2 separate regions of the Sus scrofa genome follow, and region 2 is linked to region 1. The links are chromatin contacts, called in public HiChIP or PLAC-seq maps. All regions are on one chromosome and are shown on one strand. Each heading gives the region's core, a stretch centred on a gene start, on an enhancer-like site or on the middle of the called end of the contact. The rest is flanking DNA. Distances are from core to core; before and after follow the strand shown. Region 1 holds the start of EDEM3 (ER degradation-enhancing alpha-mannosidase-like protein 3). Region 2 holds the start of TRMT1L (TRMT1-like protein).

Region 1 (3,960 bases), core at 1,021-3,520:
CCACTGCACCACAGCAGGAACTCCCAACAAGCATCTTTTATTGCTATTTTATTTAAAAACTAAATCAAGACTCTTGCAACAATTTAAACAATGTGGAAGCCTGCATATAAAACAAAACCTGATGGTTCCACCTCCCCTCCATCCTAACGCGAGGAGGCAGTCATCTTTCAATGTTTTCCTGAGCTTAAACAATTTCTTTCTGGTTTTTGTTTTTTTAAAAACATGGGACAGGGAGTTCCCTGGTGGCCTAGCAGTTAAGTATTCCCTATTGTTACAGCTGTGGCTCAGGTTAGATCCCTGGCGCAGGAATTTCTGCAATGCCTCCAGCATGACCAAAAAAAAACAAAACAAACAAAAAAATAGGATGGCACTAGAGATATTATTCTACAACTTACATCGTTTCTGTCTTGGGAATATATCCCGTAGCCTTCTAAAGTCCTACCTCCTCCTTAATGTCTGAATATTATTCCATAACACGGATGTTCCAAGGAACCAGTTCCATTAGTTCAAAATGCACACTCTTGCACACCTATCTCTAACAGTGTTTTCTGTAGGACAGATTCCCTGAGATGGGATTAATGAACCAAGAGTACATACTGTTTAAATTTTAGTAGACACTGTCAATAAGTTACGGCAATTTACACTCCCATCAGGCTTCTTCCCACATCCCACCTATCCAGTACTCTATCCATGTATTGCGTTTTGTTGATTAACTTGATGGCAAAAAACAAAACAAAAAAAAAAACCCCAGCTATTTCATTTTTTTTAATCTCTCAGATTATAAGACTGAGTAACTTCATGTTTACTGACCATCTGTATCTCCTCTTGTGTGAATTAATTCTAAACACCCTTTGCCCATTTTCTACTGGTTCTTGGCTTATTCCTTATTTGTTTGTGGGACCTATTGTACATTAGGGATAGTGACTCTGGGTTCAATGCTGTACAGATAACTGAAGATTTACGGCTTTCAAGACTAATATGGAGATCCTGATGTGGCTCAGTGGAAACGAATCTGAGTAGTATCCATGAGGACACAGGTTTGATCCCTGGCCTTGCTCAGTGGGTTAAGGATCCACATTGCTGGTGAGCTGTGGTGTAGGTCCTAGATGTGGCTCGGATCTGGCGCATTGCTGTGGCTGTGGCAGAGGCCTGCAGCTACAGCTCCAATTCGACCCCTAGCCTGGGAACCTCCATATGCCGGCGGGTGCGGCCCTAAAAAAACAAACAAAAAAACCTATTAAAACTACTTTGAATAAAAAAGCATAGTTAATTAGGTCTTTTAAATATTGCCATCAAATACTATCCTATTAGGAAAGTGCAAAACAAGAAAACACCACAAGGAAATGGTAAAGTGTTTAAAGTTCAGGTTCCAATGAATACCCCCTTTTCCACAGCAGGTGTAAACATGATTTCCTTAACTACTGTGGGATCAGCAACATTTTCCCAGCTGGGAGCTCACTTATGCGAGAAATCTCACCACGTCCCTGATGAAAGACAACCCGCAGAATTCTCACGCGCAGGGACACGCTGCAGCCCCCTTCACCTGCCACTGACATGGCAGCCGCCTTGACACACCGCGGCTGGCCTCAAGGAGCTTGCACATGTCACCGACGGCCCCAGAGACACCCCGAGAGTCCCCTCGAGATCGCATCGCGGGCGGTGGCCCCGTCCTTCCTGCACCCTGTCCACCCCGCCAGGGTCCTCTCGAGGCAACAGCCGTCCCCATCGCGACAGGAGAGGCCACTGCGCGCCCAGGTCGCAATGACAGGCACCTAACCTGTGGTCAGCCTCACGAGGAAACCCACCCCAGGCTGCCAAGCGCCCTTACCCAAGCCTCTGTTTCTCCTCCCTGCTCATGGGCGCGGCCCCCGCCGTCCACACGGATGTGGCTGACACCAGACAGAGCGCGGCCGTCGCCGCCACCAGGTTCCATGGCGCTCGCTGGGGGACCCGAGACCCACAGCCCCTGCCGCCGCCGGCTCCGCTCATGGCCCCGCGGTTCCGCGCACGCGCAGCTGCTACGCCCGGCCGGTGGGACACATTGCTGGACGCCGGTGGCAAAGGGGCTGCGAGCCGTGCGGAGGGCGGGATGCGGAGGAACGCGAGCGGTCGCCGTCGCCGAACGGTTTCCCGAAGCCACCGAGCCGGTCCCCAGCGCCAGCGCTGCCACCGCCCTCCGCCCTCAGCGGCCCAGAGCGCCTCCCCCAGCTTTCCGGTGTCGTAGTCTAGGAAACCACCTCCCCCGACGCGACTTCCGGGTAGGGCCCCAGACGCTGAGCCTCAGGACCAATGGGGACCGGATCAGAGAGGGGCTGGCTCCGGGGACAGGAGAGGGTATTGGCCAGCAGAAGTGAGACGTGGACAAAAGGCGGGACTGGGGAGGGACCTCTAGCCTCGGCCGTCCTCCGACCCGTGAACTTGAGACCTGAAAACTACCGGTCCCAGCGTGCACTGCTCCCTCCTCGGAGCTCTCGCAGTTGGATCCGCCGGGCTAAAATTCCGGGGTGGGCGCGCTGCACCCTGGGACATGTGGTTCTCCGAGGGGCACGGGCGGTTCCTGCGATCTGGCTTTCCCTGGCGTCTTGCACCAGCCCTCCCTTTGTGGGTTGCATAGTTCCCAGGAACCTGTCAGCTCTTTAGCCTTTTTCCTGCAAATACATTTCCGTGAGTGCCGGCTAGATGAGGCTCACATGGCCTCAGGTCCGTGCTGCACGCCATAAGGAATAGTAGTCCCTAAATGCATACGCTTTTGGAGTTGTCCTCTGCCCTCACCGAGATTGCAAAACGTTAAAGGCAAAAATGAATCGAGCCTTTGACGGCAGTGTGCTGAGAGTTTTCCTTGTAATCGCTCATGTACTCTTGGCAACTTTAATTGGTAAGTACCCCGGTCCCATTTTGCAAACGAGGAAGCTGAGGTCGGAGAACTTAGGTTACAAGCCTCATCTGCTGGGTTAGATTCCAACCAGCTTCTGTGACTCAGAAGTCCTCGCATGTAACCACAAGGGTGAAATGAAGGAGGGCAGGGGAGGCCTCGCACTTGCTTAATAATAGTTATCTTAAAAGCTCAATGTAAGGAAAATAGTGTGAGCTGCAAAGAACGTTTAATAAAGATTGGAAATTGCAATTTATTTTGATCACCCATTCCCACCGATTCACATTGGTAAAATGAGAATTAGGTTCCTCTTGAAAATACACATCGTTTTTCACACGTGGTAATTGAGTGGGTAGGTGTGGAGTTTAGGAGCTTGGATTTGACCTCTATGACCACAGGAAATTGCTTTCTCCTCGTGCCCTCAGCAGCTGAGCTGCCTTTCTGGAAAGTTTCTTCCTTGATTTCTATCACCTTGCATCATCTGCTTTCCTCTCAGACGGACCATTCAGGTGAGATCAATGAATCCTCCGCCTTCATGCCCCCTCTTTGCCTTAAAATGCAGGTGCTTCCTGCATTTTAAAGTGTTTATGTGTGTGCGTTTTTTTCTTTGTACTCTATTCCGTGGTGATTTCTTCCACTTATATGGATTCAAGCATCATATCCCTGTGGTTGATATACATCCTGATTTCTAGACCCACTTTTCCTCCTCCCTAATAGAAATTCCCAAGAGTAAGCTCAAAAGTCATGTGTTCACTGATTCAAATTAATGTCAGTATCATCTTCAACGCATCCTGCTCCTCCACGGTCTGTGCCCAGTCACTTGCCAGTTAGATAGATTCTACTTCTGCTATCACTTTCTTTCTTTCTACTGCTTAGTTTAAGCCTCCATTACCTCTTTCCTGAACTATCACGATGGCCTCCTAAATTATTTCCCTGCCTCCCTAACTTTTCTCTGCATTGCTACTAGAGTTGGCATTTGAGGACATCTACAAACCCCTTGAACACATTATATCCCTTCTACCCCTGCCCTGCTCTGAAATCCTGTGGGAAAACTCACAGGTTCTCATGGTAAATCCTTTTCGGTGCCT
Region 2 (3,960 bases), core at 671-3,170, 360 kb after region 1:
TTCAGATATGCCATCTTCATCTTGCCTAGTTAAGACTGACTTCAAAGGACTAACTAGACCATCTAAAAATAATTGAAAAAATTTGATTAATATACGTGTTTAATGCATTTCAGATTTCTCGGTCATTATATATTTGTCTCAGTAATGCATATTCGGGTTTCTCAAACATCATACATTGAATTTTAAGTTACATACTGGTAAATTTTGGAGTATGAACAGAGTCCCAAACTATGTTTAACATGTTTTCGATGTTGGGGAGGTGGAGAAAGCATGCATTCCCTAAAGATGCTAAACCATTTCTGATTTACATAAATATTTGATCTAGAGGTGAGTTAGGGAGGATACTTTACTCAGGGGAGTGTACCTCCTTGCCCCCCATGTAGTTGTGGATGAAAAAACTGGCCTTACTTTGTACCTATTACCACCCTCTCTGTGATGAGGAGAAGCCTCCCTGAGGCTACTGATTGCGTCGTTTCTATGATCTGCCCTACTTCTAAATCTACTGTAACAACTTATATGTTGTTTTAAAATTGCAAAACAATTCCACTAGACCATAACCATCCAAATGTTTTATAAACGTTAATCTCACAACTGGCCTTGAAGTAGGAGAGACAAGAAATGCCTAAGATATTTCGTTATAATTCAGAAAGAGCATAAGGGTCAATTTCAGGACAAAAATTTTAAAAGAAAACTTGCTTAGATTTTACATTAAAAATGTTCAGAAGATTCTTAACAGTGAGTTACTCATCAATCTTTTAAATTCCTTTACGGTCCAATAAAGCACCACTTAGAAAACATGCACGCACATTCAGAAGCACAATAATATAGGCTGTTAATTTTCAACAGCGGACTTGCGAGGAAAAAACGAACTCAATAGGTATTTACGACTGAGGGAAGACATTTGTAATTTAGTCGATTCTTTCTTAAATCACTCATCAGCCTCAAATTCTTTTTGGAAGCAAACAGCTACAAAGAATGAAATAATGAGAAAAACCCATCTCTTGTCTATGTTGAGGCATAAAAGCTAATCAGCACCGGTTTATATATGTTGGCAGTCAGAGTCTGCTACAGTGAACAGGTTGCCTCGGTGACTATTTCATATTTTGAAGGACTTAGTGAACGGGGCTGCGAGGGAAACTACCCAATTAGGTGTAGTTTCTTATTTTTGTACCAGAAATAGGTCCCCTTTAATCAAGAAGCCCCCAATCTCATTACTTCCTTCTGTCCGTAGCACCCTTGGCCTCCGCATATGCTTCACTGTGAGGTCCCCGAGGTTTGCGGCGATGCCTTCCCCCATCCAGTGCCCGTTTTACCCGCTACAGGGTCCCTCCTTCCTTCCCCCATTTCTCTAAATTCGCCTTTTCTCATCAAAGCCACCCCAGTGAAGAAGGGCCTCCCGTACTCCCCAGCAAGGCGCACTTCTGCTGCAGCAGAAAGAGCTGGGCCTCCGGCACTTACTGCTTTCAGCCTCGTCAGGGGCAGAGGCTAGGGACGGGGACAGGGCCGGAGCCTGGGCCAGGGCAGGGGCTGGGACGGGAGCCGAGGCCGGCGCTGGAGCCGAGTCCGGTGCCGGGGCCGAGGCCGGAGCCGAATCCAGGGCCGGGGTCGGGACCTGGCCCTGGGCCCCCTCCACCTCCTCCTTCTCCTGGGGCAGCAGCTCCTCCTCCGCCATATTCTCCGTAGTTACCGCCTCCGTGCCAGGCCCGCCCCGGGACCAGGAGGGGCTCACGGCGGGGTGAGAGAACTGGCGTGAACGCCCAGAGGACGGATCCGAGGAGTGGGGCAGCAAAAGGGGAGGGCAGGATGCGGGCAACAGACAAAAGACGAAGAACCAGTGACCCAATCCTGTCAGCAGAAAAATAAAAAGCCAGAGCCGGCGATTCACGGTCCCGTCCGCTTCCTTTTCCCCGAGGCGTAACGACGTCAGCGCACACTGCGCAGGAGCGTGCTGGGGACGGCGTCCAATGAGGTAAGAAAGTGTTGTTTCCACGCTGCGTCTCCTTTCCAGCCGCCCACCCCCGAACCCAACCAGGACTGCACTACCCAGGGTGCACTGCGCCTCCGAGGTGGGGCGGAGCCGCGTTCCCAGTCCGGCGAGGACGTACGTGCAAAGCTAAACAAACGCCCGGAGAGTTCGAGCGGTAGCCTGCGTACGAGCGCAGAACTACATTTCCCACCGGGCATCGGGCTCGGGGTCCCTTCCCCTCGGGGTCCCTTCCCCTGGCCTGGGCGTCCCAAGTGGCCACCGCCGCCGCCGCCAGCGCCGGTAAGTTAAGGTAGGGAGCTGGGGGGCTCGTTGACGTTTCGCTGGGCGGACTCCCCGCCTGCCTCAGGTGCCCTAGTGGGCGGCCGACGGGACGGAGGGATTCCGGGGCCCCTCGAGTCTGGGCGGGGCCACTGTGGGCGGACCGGGGTTGAGCCTGCTTTCCGAAGGGTGTGGTTCTGGCCCGGCCCTGCCTTTGGGGGGCTCCCCCTTGCTGAGGAGTAGGCTTTGGTCAGTTCGTTCCCGAGCCTGTGGGTTTAGGAGGTTTACGAGCCGCCGACGAAGCTCACCTTTCACTCTGGTTGACTTGAAGTTGGAGGGTCTGCCCTTCGTTTCGCACCCTCATCTGACCCGCAGACTCTTTTCCTTTTATCTTTATTTTTGTTTTAACTTAGCTAGTCCCAGTATCAGCGCTGCGCTATGGTTGTAAAATTCCTGTGAATCGGGTATTGCGTTTTTGGGTGGGTGCCCTACCTTAGTTTAGGCTTTTAATGCCCAGAGCTCGTCAGTGTGTGGAGCTCGGGGCGCTTGACTAACGCGATTCAGATTCCACAAGGCAAATGCTCTAGCGTTCTCTGGTTCCCACACTTCTCTTCCCTTTACTCTCGGAGCCTGTGGGAGCTTAAGCCGCGCTCCTTCAAGACAGGGGTAGACGGGGAAAATCTGGATTTTCTGGCTGCTCTGCCAGGGATTTTCCGAATGTTAGTGGCAGCAAGGAAGGAAAGCGAAGCTGCTTTTAATTTCGGTGCAAGACTCGCACTTCCTGTTCGGTTCCTCGTTAATAAAACAGATACTTAATGCCAATTTCATGGGTCTGTTTATTTCCTACTTGTTTCAGTACCCAGGGGAGAGGAATTGTGATTATTTGGCAAACAGGAATTTGTCCCCCAGCGCCCCCCCCCCCGCAAAATTTGGAAGTTATGTGGAGGGGTCTTTCCCCCCCACCCCACAATCAGATTAGTGGAAACGTAGTTTATCCCCTCAAAGGTTTTGTGAATTCTAGTTCTAAAGCCCTCTTAGTGACCGCATACCCAACTTTGAGCTCGTATTCCTGAATGTATACTGCCTCACTGCTCTTCACACTTAATTGAAAATGAGATAATAACACATTATAACACAGATGTGAGTAGTGGTTAACTTTATTTATGCATCATTCTAGAATTGTTGGATTTGTTTATTTCTAAAAAAACTAGATGGATAATTGAAAGCTTGATCCAGTATGTCAGTCTCATCATTTAATACCAGCTGGAAATCAAAAGATGAAAAGAGTTGGATTTTAGCCTGTGCATTCTGTGGTCACTTTAATAAGAATTTCTAAGCATGGTCCCTGCTCTTAAGACATCTTATAGAAGGGGACTTGAAAGTTTGAAGCATTATATTAAGTGAGTGTATTATTCATCTATTGCTGCCTAAGTTATCTCAAAACTTAGTGGCTTAAAACAAGGAAAACATTTATTGTCCTACAGTTTCTATGGACCAGGAATTCAGAAACGGCTTTCTGGTTCTATCTGGTTCTGGGTTTCTCGGGAGGTTGCAGTAAGATACCTGCCAGAAACGCTGCTATGCGAAGGCGTGATTAGCACTGCAGGATCAGCTTCAAAGGTGGCTCACCTGCCTGCCAATTGATTCTTTTGGCAAGAAGCTTTTTTTTTTTTTTTTAATTTATTTATATTTTTGGCTTCACCTGTGGCATGTGG

Evidence for each region. HiChIP or PLAC-seq counts read pairs in DNA pulled down with a chosen protein or histone mark.
Region 2: an H3K27ac HiChIP or PLAC-seq map of alveolar macrophages shows a contact between it and region 1. The contact joins the promoter of TRMT1L here to the promoter of EDEM3 in region 1. A contact is called at or near these places in 1 of 5 promoter capture datasets (liver) and 1 of 2 datasets of contacts at active chromatin or transcription factors (alveolar macrophages).

What each region holds. Positions count from the first base shown.
Region 1 is chr9:125,980,803-125,984,762 of Sscrofa11.1, forward strand. EDEM3 (ER degradation-enhancing alpha-mannosidase-like protein 3) reads right to left here and starts at 2,271. Exons shown (of 20, transcript XM_021102628.1): 1 at 1,829-2,271. The coding sequence starts at 1,989. LOC110262256 (a long non-coding RNA gene) reads left to right here and starts at 2,312. Exons shown (of 3, transcript XR_002347094.1): 1 at 2,312-2,875; 2 at 3,298-3,381.
Region 2 is chr9:126,345,356-126,349,315 of Sscrofa11.1, forward strand. TRMT1L (TRMT1-like protein) reads right to left here and starts at 1,921. Exons shown (of 16, transcript XM_021102636.1): 1 at 1,459-1,921; 2 at 1-62. The coding sequence starts at 1,672. SWT1 (transcriptional protein SWT1) reads left to right here and starts at 1,838. Exons shown (of 19, transcript XM_013979933.2): 1 at 1,838-1,969.